Linked DNA regions of Nothobranchius furzeri: region 1 is linked to region 2. The links are chromatin contacts, called in public Micro-C maps. All regions are on one chromosome and are shown on one strand. The core of a region is the stretch at or near the end of the contact, and the rest is flanking DNA. Distances in the headings are between cores, read along the strand shown.

What was found. Hi-C and Micro-C count contacts between places; a contact is called where the count stands out from the background.
Region 1: a Micro-C map of tail fin shows a contact between it and region 2, with 15 times the contacts expected there. The contact joins the enhancer-like site here to the promoter of shroom4 in region 2. A contact is called at or near these places in 2 of 2 Hi-C or Micro-C datasets (skeletal muscle and tail fin).

Annotation. Positions count from the first base shown.
Region 1 is chr2:77,309,486-77,316,349 of NfurGRZ-RIMD1, reverse strand. All of the region lies in intron 2 of shroom4 (shroom family member 4), which reads right to left. Among protein-coding and RNA genes, the nearest start is that of clcn5b, 48 kb to the left of the region's middle. Within about 2 kb of position 4,484, at least 3 of the 3 cell types and tissues checked have an H3K27ac peak or open chromatin away from gene starts, as enhancers often do. A contact at or near this core is called in tail fin, where this site is marked.
Region 2 is chr2:77,247,164-77,254,528 of NfurGRZ-RIMD1, reverse strand. It overlaps shroom4 (shroom family member 4), which reads right to left and starts at 3,970. Exons shown (of 12, transcript XM_015946366.3): 1 at 3,720-3,970. The coding sequence starts at 3,842.

The sequences.
Region 1 (6,864 bases), core at 3,235-5,734, 61 kb before region 2:
CCGTTCGAGCCGCATTAATGTCCGCGGAAGAAGCATAATAATAAAGGCGATTAATGTCAAAAACTCCCCAGGTGCATAACAATAAGGGCCCTGGTTGCTGAAGTAGCAGCAGGTCCCTTAATTACCACAAAATCTTCATATGAATAAAATTACATTTACTTTTAGGCATTTTAAACAAACTGCCATCTATGACTTTTATGTCACATTCTGTAGGACGTCTCACATGAAACAGCATACTTCAGGTCATATTGTACAAAAATGAAACAAAATAGGATAAGCAGTGATAAAGCAGCAGCATGGAGCAGTAATGTGTATTTTGGGATGTGTCATTCAGTCGTAAATTAAACTGTGCAATCCTAAATAAGTCAAAAATCCTCTCAGCTATGCATCAACAGTCACAAAACTCCACAGCACATTTTCACCACTTTAGTTATCATTAAATCAAACCTCAAAAGCAAAGTTTCGACTAGTTTGGATTTCAAAGCTAAACACAAACGCTGTGATGTGTTTCATCCTCCGCTGAAGTTTGACACACCCCATTAACTTTTAAAAGCCTGCCAAAAACCTCTGACCATTTTTTTTAGCTTCTCTCCATCTTTTCACACTCTTGCCCGCACTGATGACGGATTAAACATTAAACTTCTAGAAGCCGGAGGAAACGACCCACATGAAAGTTATGACCTGACCAACATCTTGCTTCATGTGTTCACCTCCAAAAACGAGTTCTCGGAATTTTTTGGAGTGTCTGAAACAACATTGCCTGTTTGACCGTGTGTGTGTGTGTGTGTGAGAGAGAGAGAGACACACCGGTGTCATGTATCACCAAGTGCCAGACTAATGGGCCAGTTAATAAAAACCAGGCCACAGAGGAGATCTACTGTAGCAGACCACACGCAGAGTGGAGAGACATATTAATGCTATAACTGTTACCGATCATTATTTTACTTAATCATTTTAAGTAATGCTAACATCTATTGTTTGAACTGTTGAAATTAAACATGTGGCTTTTACCTCACACTTTTAAATAAGTATTTTAATAACTGAAATACTTTCTTTTTTAAATTGCATGAAGTCCAATTGGGCAAAAAATATTTTTTTTTTAGAAAATAGAGATGTAAGAAAATATTGATACTCTGAAATACCGTGATATTATGTGTCATGGTATGGTATCAATGTTCAAAATGACTGCCTTGATTTTTTTTAACCAACAATTTACACAAAAACATCATTATGATCATCTGTAGCTACAACATGTCAGCTCCACTCCACAGCTTCCCCACCAGCAGATATTGGCCCAGCAACTTTGAAGTTGCAAGTTGGATAGTCATAGCGGTGGCGGTGTCCTTTTGTGGGGCTGCATGAGTGCTGCTGGTGTTGGGGAGCTGCATTTCATGGATGATATCATGAACTCAACAATGTACTGCTCTGTGTGGTGGACTGTGGAACCACTGGAGGAGATCATGCAAAGAAGGACTCTCCAGAGAATCAAGAAAATGATGGACAACCCTGAGCATTCTCTTCACAAGACTGTCCGACAGCGGAAGAGTGTCTTCAGTCAGAGGCGTCTTCAGTTTCGCTGCAACACTGACCGCTACTGGAGATCCTTCCTGCCAACAGCCATTGTAATATACAATAACTCTTTGATGACTTGATTATTATTATTATTCTGAGCTACTACAGCAATCAATTTCCCTCTGGGATTAATAAAGTATTTTTGAATAGAATTGAACTGAATTGAATATACTGAAGGAGAACATGCTGCCATCACTGGTAGAATATTTTAAGCTGATTGGAGGATGCGCAAGATGGTGCCCGACTGGCACTGGCTACCAGAGGTGGAAAGAGTACTAAAATGTCCTACTTAAGTATGAGTACCGATACTTAGATAATTTTTTACTCAAGTACAAGTAAAAGTACTTGCCTAAATTTTTACTCAAGTAAAAGTAAAAAGTATTGTAAATAAAATGTACTCAAAGTAAAAGTTACTTAGTTACATTTTTGTCAGCGTAAAGATGGTTACATCAGTGCAAAACCACAACACGCTCTAGTGTGCACACGCGCACACACACGCACACATGCACGCACACACACACACACACACGCACACACAGAAACAAACACAGTTTGACGGAGGGATTTCTATCCAATCAGTGAGAACAGGATGCGCACATTGATTGGATGAGGTTTTTCTTGTACGTTTCAATTGTGATTAAAATTATTCTTTATTTTAAAAGAATTGTTAATTTTTAGATGCCATCAGCATGTGAGGTATCTCAATGTTCTCATGACAAAACTCTAACATGAGACTGTGCTCTAACCTGTCACATAACAAGCTAAATGAAAGTCAAACATTTCTAATGGACCGTATGACAGGTGCTAACGATGGCCCTGCCCCACTTTACAGTTCCTTTATCCATGTCCATCCTAGAGCTCCTCTCTGACCTTCATGCTTATTTAGAGCAGCTGATTTTTAAAGCTAGCAGAGTTCATCCTTGGTAGAGGGTTCACTCACTCATTTAACCCTTCACCACTGAAACCAATTTGTTCATTCCAATCCTCCTAAATAATCCTCCAATCATCCAACTGGAATCCTTAAGGGTCCCGTAACGTCCATCCTGTCAGAACAGGCCTTGGGAGCCCAGGTGTTACTAGAACTAATGGAGTCTCCTCACCAGCGTGAGCTTCCAAACTGTGAAGGTTGGTCTCCAAACATGAGTTTTAAATTCATGCATTTATCTCCTCTTGTAGCACATTAACATGTTTTAAAAGGCTTGTATCATGATATGTTACACCTCCCAGACCAAAGATAAGATAAAACATTATCATAAACACTGTAGAGACGTCATTATTTATGAAATAGAAGTTATTTTCCTGAGCCATTACTTCAGCCAAGATATAGGATGCATGGATTGATGAAAACATGCTGTCTCATGCAGTCCAATATGTGTAACAAACACACACACACACACACACACACACACACACACACACACACACACACACACACACACACACACACACACACACCATGACTAATTTAACTACACTGGACTGCTTTAGTAATAATTTAATCTCTTATTCTGGAGTAAAATAAAGAAACAAGCTAAATCATCACATATCTGTGGCATCAAGGAGCATCTTCTGAGTTCAAACACAGGGAAGCAGCAAAATGTTTACACCTGAACAGTATCAGGATGTTTTAACTCACAGAGGCCTGCAGGTCTTCTGTTTTATGAGCAGAGCGCTGATAATCTGCTTGTTATGAGCGCTAAATGTTATTTTGCCGCTTCTGTGCGGAGCGGTAGAGAAACATATTTCAAACACGGAACCGAGTGGTTACCGAACCGAGCAGAATTCAGATGACGTCACACCGGTGCGCGAAGGTGTGGGTTCCAACCCACAGGAGAGGAGGTAAACAGCGAGTGGATCACAGGGACTGAACTGATGTTTTTGAGCAAAAGTGTGCACCCACACCCCCACGGTTCAGACGCTGCGCTCATGCAGGTGTCTCTTTCTGTATATGTACAGTTATATATATATGTATATCAATCAGTTAAACTATGTTCCCACTTCTGTCCATCATATTTGCTCAAAATACACCAGCACAGAAGTCCGCCGATGAAAAGCACTAAAATCTCTAATCTCTTAAGTATCCACACTTTCATCCAGCGCCATAACCAGATCAGTTTATGGACAGGCCTCTAATCAGATCCAGAAAGGTGTACGGATGTATATGTGTGTGTGTCTGTGTGTGTGTAAGGAAGAGGTCTTGAGGAATCCCAAGAATGTCTATTGTTCAGTTTCAGAACAAGTGATGGGGGCAGACTATTGTGCTTCATGGTTCTTGGCACCGCAGAACTCCAGGGACCATGTAGTTTGAAAATCCAAACAACGGATGTGTGTGTGTGTGTGTGTGTGCACGCTTTTTCAGCCATCCATCTCTCTGCAGTAACATTCCACACACTTAGATGAATGCAAGTGTGTGTGTCTGGGTCTAGAAACCACTTTCTGACAGTCTGAACTCAACAAAAAAGAAAGTACATCAAAGAGCAAGTCAGCATTTCTACAGAGAAGTGCTGGACAGTTGAAAAGCTGAACTATTTCCCAGGAATAGATGAAAATAAAAATAAAGAGTTAGAAAAAAAAACCACAGAAATACAAAAAGAAACTGAGCAGAGCTAAGGTTGCATCTATTCAAGGAGATTAATTGGGAAAGACAGAGAAGGGAAGTGATTATTCCAATGGAAGGAAGAATGACTGAACCGGAATCAACACGTAAAAAAAGTCTTCATTACAAAATTTTGCTGTTTTATTATTTTCAGGGTTAGGATTTACTGCCACATCCTTACTGTGGTCTCTTTGTTTCTTTGAGTCACCAATGTAGTAACGTAAAGTTAAAATATGTTATGTAAGCAGAACATGTCAACAAGTCTGATCAGAAATGTTAACGATGCATCACAGAGCCAGCAGATGGCAGCCTGGTGTTGGTTGGTTGATGGACACAGACTAAAAACGTTTTCTAAACATTAGAGGAACAAGTAGGTGCAACTAGTATGGCTGGTAGCTGTGGGTTGGTTTGGCAACATAATTAAGACACCGAAAAACAACCTAATTAATTGTTTAGTTGATTTGCAAGGAGCATATCATCTTCAGCATCTGAGTGTTTCATATCATAAATAAATTCCCTGTTACCATGGAAAAGACTATTTCCTGGGCTGACCTTGTTCCGTACGTGAGTCTTTAGGGGGCCAAAGAGCCACTAATGAACCACCTTTTAAAGGTACGTTTTCTGTATGTTTTAACACCTAACAGATTCCGTTTAGAACATGTTTAGAGAGGTCCATATGGAAATAACCAGCTGTGTTTGGATGGGAGACCAAGCTCCAATGCCCAGTGACTTACTGCTTACGTGCTGGTGTCAAAAATTTTAAACTATCAAAAAGTAAAGAACCAAATTTGAAACAAGGTGCTACTTCGAAAACCACCTTGTGGCCCAGTTCCAACGTGCTGTCATTTTAAATAGAAGCCATTATAGTTACGGAGAGTGGCCACACGGGGAGCGCTGCAGAAGCGCTGTTCCGCGCCTCGGCACTGAGGACAGGTGCCAGTTCTATTTCAAGCGCTGCGGCTGTTCACAACATTGCGAAGTACTTTACAACAGACAACATGACGCGGAACGACTTTACAGCACAAACCCAACTGCAGTATTGATAACTTTAAAGTACTATTGATCTTAAAATATTCTAATAAATAGCATGCTTACCCATTTTTAATGAATTAGAGTCTTTCAAAACATGACGGCGTGATGTTGTGACTATTGCGTGACTTTCCAAGAAGAGCACAGTGGCGCGACATGTGCTGTGTGACCATTTGACTTCCCCAAACCTCTGCACTTCCCATCGGTCTCATCATGGTTTCCCTCGCTGCCCACAGCCTTTACCAGGTCCCTTTTTTTGGAATCTCACAAAAATCTACAGACAGAGCCGACTGGTCACACTAGGCCAACCACAAACGTACAACATTCCTACCATGTCCTCCATTGTTGCACTGTGTTGTGTTCCTGTTGCTAAAGATTACCTAGAGGTGAACTCTAGGTTCCTCCACTAAAACCATTTTTAGGCACTAGTGGAAAAGGGCCATTATTAGCTGTCCTATGAGTTGTAACGTGATGAAGGAACCATTTCTCCCCTCTAACAGCTGTCCTTGTGACACAGCGCCAGTGTGCATGAACAGCCAAGATCATACATTTACTTCTAATGTTTACATTCCAGCAAGAAGACAGAAGCAAGAAGAACGCTTTCCTTTTAATTAATCAAAGAACTCTATTTTAATAAAGCTAATCAAAACAACTGTTAGTCAATAATAACCATGTGACTGATCTGCGAAATCACAACGTTATGATTAATGTGTTTAATGAGTAATATGACTTTGGTCTAACTGCACTAGACATCCTGATCCACGTAATGTCAACACATGACACATTGTTTACTCATCCAATCAGAACCTTCATTCTGAAGCGTGGCAGAGTTTCTGTGGTGTTTTTTTAATCTGTCCACTGCGATTCGTCCAGAATTGTAAACAACCAAGATTAATAAAACAGAACAACGCCATTTTGTGTTCAGTATTCAGCCAGCTCTCGAGATCATCTGATGTCCATCATTGCTAAGTGAGGTACGGACTGGTCATCTGTACATTTTACTTTTAAGCTGAGAACTGTCAACAACGGTTCCTTCAGAATAAAAGCTGAACTCGCTGACCCAAAGGGGGGTCCCTTTGACGCTGTGAAACACCTGCCGTTTTTACCTGGAGATTATCCATAGACTGGTTTGTCGTGCTGTCGATGCGGTTTCATCGGTTCCAGCACCAGAGGAGGGTCCGAGGACCTGGCAGCCTGATCTAACACGGGAGTCCCTGACGGGTAATGTAGAACGGCATAGATAGCGTCTCATGTCTTTCCTGACTAAAGTTCAAACGTCGCTCAGTTAGGAGCAAAACAACATCTCCCACTCAGACTCGCTTCTCCAGATGGAGGTTCTGAACTGACATCGCACCAACACACACTCCTCCTCATTACATTCCATTCGCATCCATCACTAGAGAGTTAGTCCTGTTAATTGTTTACAATAATTTAGATAATAAATTTTTCTTAAACGTTCCGAGGTCTCTCTCTTCTCTTGTCTCTCAGTTCATACAAAGTGTTTAATTTTAAATTTCCCTGTAATAAGAAGAACACTCTTCTGATTTAAGAAAGCCCAGTGTCCAGAGATGGGACCCACGCCTCAGGTATGGATCATTAATATCTCTGGTCATTAATTAAATTGTAATGCCCTTCATTTCCATGACAGTGTTTAATTAAAATTTGTG
Region 2 (7,365 bases), core at 2,721-5,220:
TTAAGTGTAGCGGTTTGTATGAGTTCAAACCCTCCGACGGACACTAAACAGCTGTCGTGTTTATCTCCTTCGGTCGTATTTTCCCAGGGTGTGTGTGTGTTTCCAAATGACTGACCCAGGCTTTTCCATTACCTGCTGAAGTGAATTTAGATGCAACCCGGCCAAAATTGACACCACCGTCACTGCTGCTGCTGCGACTTTTCAACCGAGTGAACAAGGCACAGGAAAGGAGAGACAGCGGAGTTTCTTTGGCCTCCTGGTGCATTCAACTGAGTTCTCACACGGGCCACCCCACAACAGAGCACACACTAATAATTACTTGCAGTAATTCAAAGGCACGCTCCTTGTTTTCAGTGGCTCAGCGTCTGCAGCACAAAACCACCAAAAGAGGCTGAAGAAGGAAACTTTGGCCTCCTGCCTCATTGTTATCACACAAGATGAGGTCAGAGCAGAGACAGCCAACGGTAAATCTCGTATAGAATCCTCCCTGAACACACTTCTGAAAACTCTGATTATTCTCAGCTTTGCTCTTCAGCTGTGCAATTTATCTCATTTTTATTTTTATTTCAGCTCCAAATGACAGAACATGAGTTTAGATGGCAGAACAACAGCAAAACACATCAGCACATTGTTCATTATTTTCAATTATGACTTTGCACACTCTGTTTGCAACATCCAGTGACGTTTTATCCAAGATGCAAAGAAAAATGATGCGGAATAGGCCTGTTTCCACTATCGGAACTTCTGGGTAATTTTACCAGACCTTAAAGGCATGTGCACGTCTACGTGTCGCCGGGCTGGACCAAAACAAACACATTCCGAAACACTCGAAAATGACCCAGTGGTTAACTCATGCTGATTGGTTGTGACTCAGTGGGAAATTACATCAGCAGACATCACTAAAACAACCGGCGTTTATAAAAATGGAAGTTGCTGGTGAAGCAGAATTAAAGGAAACCCAAGCAGGCAGCGCTGATTCTAACACGGGAATTGTCACTGCTTCATGGTCTCTACAGAAAACCTTTGCAGCACGTCTTCTGGTCATTGAACGCCACATTTTACATCAGACAGCTGCTCTCCCAGTACCAACATTTGATTCAATTACAGTTTACTTTGACAGAATAAAACTTATTAAGTTATTTATGTCCATGGACGCCTTTAGCCACTGTTCACTGCTGAAACGACCAGGATATGCCAACGTCTCAAAGTTCTGTATGGGTCAATTTTGTATGGAAAATGAACGGCTGAGAGGTCTGAACCAACATATTTTTCCTGTCACCTTCCCTGCTCCTTGAAATTTTCCCGAAACTCCTATATGGCTAATGGCTCCCTTTAGGGACGTCCAGGCTTCTGTGGCAGCTTTCCTCTGTTTTATCAACCACTGTCTGTCCATTTTTCCTACAAGTGACTGATTGATCAAGTAGTTTTATTTTTGTTTTGTTGATTCTTATTCTTAAATGATAATCATACTGAATCATGACAAAAGTACATTTGGTCTCAAAATGTACATTTTCAACGTTTTAATCAGCTAAATAGTGGAATAAACAAAAGAAGAATCCGCACACTTCAATCTGCGATGTAGGAGTTTGTTGGTCAAGCGTTCGGTCAGACACCTTCATCATCAGGAACAAACAATTGTTTGGTGTGAACCTCCACAATTCCTGATGAAGGTCTCTAACCGAAAGCTTGACCAATAAACTCCTACATCGCAGATTGAAGTGTGCGGATTCTTTATTTTGTTTATTCCATTTTTTGATCCAGCACCTTTCCCAGACGAGCGGTGACTCATTCTAATCAGTTAAATAGTACAAATCTGTCACCTGCTGACCAGTAGCTAATAAGGGAAATATTGGGAGAATGGAAATAACCCAATTGCGACTTCTTTTCAAAAACGGATAATTGATGTGATATGGATTATTCAAATAGAAAATCTCAGGTAAATAAAAATGTAACTGAACCGGAAATGTCTTCAAATCCAGGTATATTTTTCCCCCATTGGTCCGTGCCGTTTGTGTGGTTGTTTGATTTGCAAAATACATCACAACTTGATGCTCTTATTCTGAAGAGCCACACTAAAGCGTGTTTTCAGCAGAACAGGAGAAATAACTGCAAAGCCACTGATTGACTGTGTATCAGAGTTATCTCTGTAGTTGTGCTGCTATAGGCTTAGACTGCTGGAGGATACACTGACCACTTTTCACACTCTACTACTTTCTTCTACAATTTGCTCTTTAACTGTATTATTTTCTGCAATTTCAGCTGTTAACTTTATTTTCTCTCTAAGTGTTTTTCTCCCCAGAAGAAGCTACAATGATGTTCTGCTGAGCTGTGGTGGCCTCATGGAGGGGGCCATCGTCTAACACACTGCTGCTAACCACTTAAACATTCTCCCTCTCCTGATAACTTTTTGCTTTCCTTGACGTTGGATGTGCTACTACTAGTTTATCCGTTTAATTATAGATCCACTACGATAAATACAATAAAGTTTATCTCTCACCAAATAGAATATTTACTAAGAAATCACAATATAACTATAGACACATTACTTTGTCTTGTGTGTGTGTGTGTGTGTGTGTGTGTGTGTGTGTGTGTGTGTGTGTGTGTGTGTGTGTGTGTGTGTGTGTGTGTGTGTGTGTGTGTGTGTGTGTTCTATCTTCTCCATCCCCAGTGAGTCGTGGAGGATGGCTGCTTGTACTGAGCCAGGATCCTCTGGAGGTTTCTTCCTGTTAAAAGGGAGTTTTCCTCTCCACTGTCGCTTTATGCTTGCTTAGTATGAGGATTGCTGTAAAGTCACTGACACTTGCCACTGATGCAATTTGCCGGGTTCCTTATATAGGAAACATTATTTCTGATTGGCTTAATGAACTGACCTGAATTGGAATGTTTATTATGTGAAGTGCCTTGAGACGACTCTTGTCGTGATTTGGCGCTATATAAATAAAATTGAATTTAATTTAATTTAATATTGACCAAAAATAACCATGAATGTAAGTTTTCCTAATCAAACAGTCTGGTCAGATTCATATCCTCAATAGTAACAGATGTTGTTTGCAACAGAAACTCATAAACCACGTGAAAAGTAAGAAGAGAAGTATTCCAAGAATTTCCCATCACTGAATCCCCAGCTTTCATTTCAGAGATTCCCACATCCCACAGACACTCCACCTCCCTCCTTGCATCCCTTCTGCCCCAATCCCTGCTTTCTGTGATGTGGTTTCAGTCATCTGTCAACACTTTTTTCCCCTCTGTGCACTGAATGAAGTAACAGGGACAAGAACAACACATTTTTTCATCTGAGAAGCCTCCTTCAGCACCCCTGAGGAGTGGAACGGTGGAGACCCTTTGACCTCCAGGTCGGAGAACTCAAATGTAGCATTAAATTATCTGAAAAAGGCAGTTGATGAACATCAACCAGAATCATATTCATAAACAATTGGGTTTCTTCTATGGTCAAATCTAATTCTGCACGAGCAAGAATATTTAATTAGTCCAAATTTCAAATGTTTTTAGAAGAGTTGGAAAGGGCAGCAAAGCATGCATGACTAAAAAAATATTAAAAATAAGTCTGAAATTTACTCTTGAGTGTTCCAATCTGGCAGAATTCCTCCATAACCTCTGGTATCAGTAAGAATATGCAAATACCAAGCATCTAGAATAACTTCCTCTGCAGTTTGAGCTCGTGAAAGGAAACAAATGTCCTCCAAATGATGGTAACTCACTTTAGTGATGATGAGCGGCTCTCCGTGCTCCAGCCCTCCTTTCAGCGTGAACCCCCAAGGCGCGCCCCCGCTCAGCTGGACCTGAATGTGGTTGAAGGAGACGAGCTGGTCAACCGTCTCCATGACTCCGTCCGGGGTTCTGGAGCGCTTCCCTCTCAGTTTACTAGCCAGGCTGGGTGGTTAAGAGCTCAGCGGCGCCGGTAACCGGTCCCACCGTCTCCCCATCACTGTTCTAGCATCAACAACGAATGGATGGTGGTAGGACGGGCCAAGTGGGGAGGAAAGGGGGAGGGAAGAAACTTTCAGTTACCGTCAAGCTATCTGAGGTTAACAGCGTACTTCCGGTCTGAACATAAACAAATACAAGACATTCGAATTGTTTCTCACTATGTTCATCTTTTAAATCATGTCTCAACATACTTATAATGTATTTCTCTGCCTATTTGTGAAAAACGTTTTTACTGCAATGAAAATAAAGCAAAATTATAGCTTTTAGTTTGGTGACTGGAGAGCACACTTCCGGTATTTTTCTTAATTTTTTTTTGACGAAACTAACTGGGAAAACTTCTCCCAAACTTGGTCTATAGCCCCGCCCACTACCCCTAACGTCAGGCTTATCGACAAAACCCGCAACCAATAGGAGAGCTGATTATGAAGACAGCGTCCAATAGAAGAAGGCACGAGAGAAATTCATCAGGCGGCAACTACAACCAAACAAGAGTAGAGGTTAGGTTAGGGCTTCGAGACTTTGGCTTTAGGTCAGACAGATGTTTTACGTTTTTTCCTCTAATTATTCCCTAAAATGTGCATATATCTAATGTTTACATTAAAAAGAAGACTGTCAGCACTAAATCTAAGTTTCAGACCAGCAGTACCAGTTTCTTTATTAATGCCAACATGCAATCTGTCAAACATTTCAAAGTCAGCTTACCTAAACTCCATATTACCCTATAGCTCACTAAAATAATTGACACAAGATGCAGTACATATTGTCCTCATTTCAACTGATCCAATATGTGTGTGAGTCTGCGAGCATTCACTAAAGGTTTCCTGAAAGTGACTTTATGAAAGGGGGTGCTAGCCCTATGGAAATATCCCCTACAGGTTCCTCAAAGGTCCAAATGGGGAAAAGGTCACATCTTTAAAGTTATTAGAGTTAACCTTTAGCTTTAGGATGAAAACAAAAAAAAATGTTTTTTAAATTTTTACCATGAAAAATGCTTGGTCGTTTTACACAGGAAGTGCTGCAGCTTGCTAGCCTAGTGAACTAGACCAAATTCTTGCTTATTCTGGCTTGCCAGGCTAGCAGCATGCTGCTGATGTCACATTTAAAATTTGTAAATAAAAACAGAGTCTAGTGTATTACTGCTATGCAGAATTAAAATAAATAAATTAAGTTAGCATTTACGTAGACATTTATTAAATTACATTTTTTAATCCAACAACAACTCACTTAGTGTTTGAACCCCATTTGGACTAGCTATTAGCACATCAATTCTGTAGGTAAATTAGTGATGCACCGATATGAAATTTTTGGGTCGATACCGCTATTGAGATCACTGTTGAGGCCGATAACCAATATTTGCCGATAGCGATATGCTGACATTAATGCTTCTAAAATCAACAATTTTGTATAAAATGAAGATGATTAAAGCCAAATTTACTTGTACACACACCACACACATTTACGGTTCTGAGATTATTTCATTCACTGTTCACATGACTAAACAATTACACATCACCCCCCTCACCCTCTGAAAAAGATAAACAAATGGAGACGAGATGGAAAAAACATCGGTTGTTAATATCGGCCCGGTTTTATTTATCGAACCGATGTTGATATGTTAAAAAATGACTAACATCGGCCGAAACTGATATCGATGCCGATATACTGTCCATCCCTAGTATCAATATGTTTTGCCGAACTGACGTCACTCAAAAAGCGGTCTACAGCAGAGTAGATACTTATGTATAACCTTTCCACAGAAACCCAATTGAAGAAATTTGAACTGAACAAAAGTTTCAAGATGTGCAGAATCCCTGCCTCTTAAGAAGAAGATGAAGAAAATATCATTTCTATAGTGCCTCTCAAGATAAAAATCACGAGGCGCTTCATAAAAACAAAAAAAAAGTTAAAATATAAAAAAGCATTTAGAAAATGTTTAAAAATATATTTAAAATGAGCAAAAATAGGCAAGTCAGGACAGAGCCTTTTTCCAGGTTTTGATCCCATGAAACATTGTAAATGTGTTTCTGCCTGAGTAGTCACGTGGTGTCAGAACATTTCCCACACTCCTGCAGACTAAAGGATTGGAATTATAGATAATGTTTGTTGTGGAATACTAACACATTACAGCACTCTTTAAATGGACATGTGTGCGTGTGTGTGTGTGTGTGTGAGAGAGAGAGAGAGAGAGAGAGAGAGAGAGAGAGAGGGAAGAGAGAGAGAGAGAGAGAGAGAGAGAGAGAGAGAGAGAGAGAGAGAGAGAGAGAGAGAGAGAGAGCACCAGAGATGTGAACAAGTCCAGACATCTCACTTTTCATCAAGACTGCAAAGGTTTTGTTTTGGTTCCATCTTTCTCAAACGATTTGTTATCAGGAGCTCTGAACTATCTTGCTGAGTTGTGACATGAATATACTTTTTTTTTCTAAATATACATAATCTCCCAAAACTCTGGGGCTTCAAATTAGTCCAACTAAGAACAATCATTTCACACAATGTAATTAAAGTCTTTAAATATAGTCCAACTTTGGGAGTTGTCTAAATACAAAAAGTTTAGGAGCTTTACTTTCCCACAAGTTTTCTAATTTAAATAAAAACAGAGGGAAAGCTTGCTGCAGGTAAATAAAAATACCATAACTACTCATCTTTACTATGGTACTTACTTTCTTCTGAACATTAGGGTATCCAGTTGCTGCTTAATATCCATATCTAACTAACACGTATGGATTCTTGAAATGTTGTGGCACCACCTGGTGGTATAAAAGTAACAACAACAAAAAAAGTTGTTTTTCAAAAGTGTTCAGAAACCAAACTGACTTTAAAATTAATTATCCTTTTTTTTTTACCAGTGTCCTTTTATAACATTGGTCATCAAATAAATAATAAATGACAGAGCTCTATATTGACCAGTAATATATGAAAAAGCTGAAAAGTAGAGAACCAATGGAGATAATTATGAGATGACAGATAGCTTGGGTTATCGTGGCTCATCCCTTTAGTTATGCTGCTATACTGACCACATTGCTGCCTTTAACTTTGTTTTCTCAGTATTTTCCATAGAAAATATGACTTTTCATTTGCGTGTGTCTCTCCTGTCCTCTCAGACCTCACTCAGTTGAGCCAGAAGGCTGCACATTGTGAGTCCAGTTCCCCCTGCTGTTTTTATTATTATTACCCAGTGGTTATGAGCGTAAGTGAAGTGATCGACCAGTAAATGTGGATTCTTCATCACTGCAGATGCTGTCCCAGTTCATGTTTCATTCTTCAATTTTGGACATGACCCAGACAGAGGCGGTTTTACCATTAGGCATAGGTCAGCGGCTGCCTGGGGCCCCCCTATGTTGGGGGCTCCCCTAGCCCTGACTGCTGGCACCCCTCTGTTAATGCCACAATGGACTATTCCTTTAAGATGCCAATGCACAA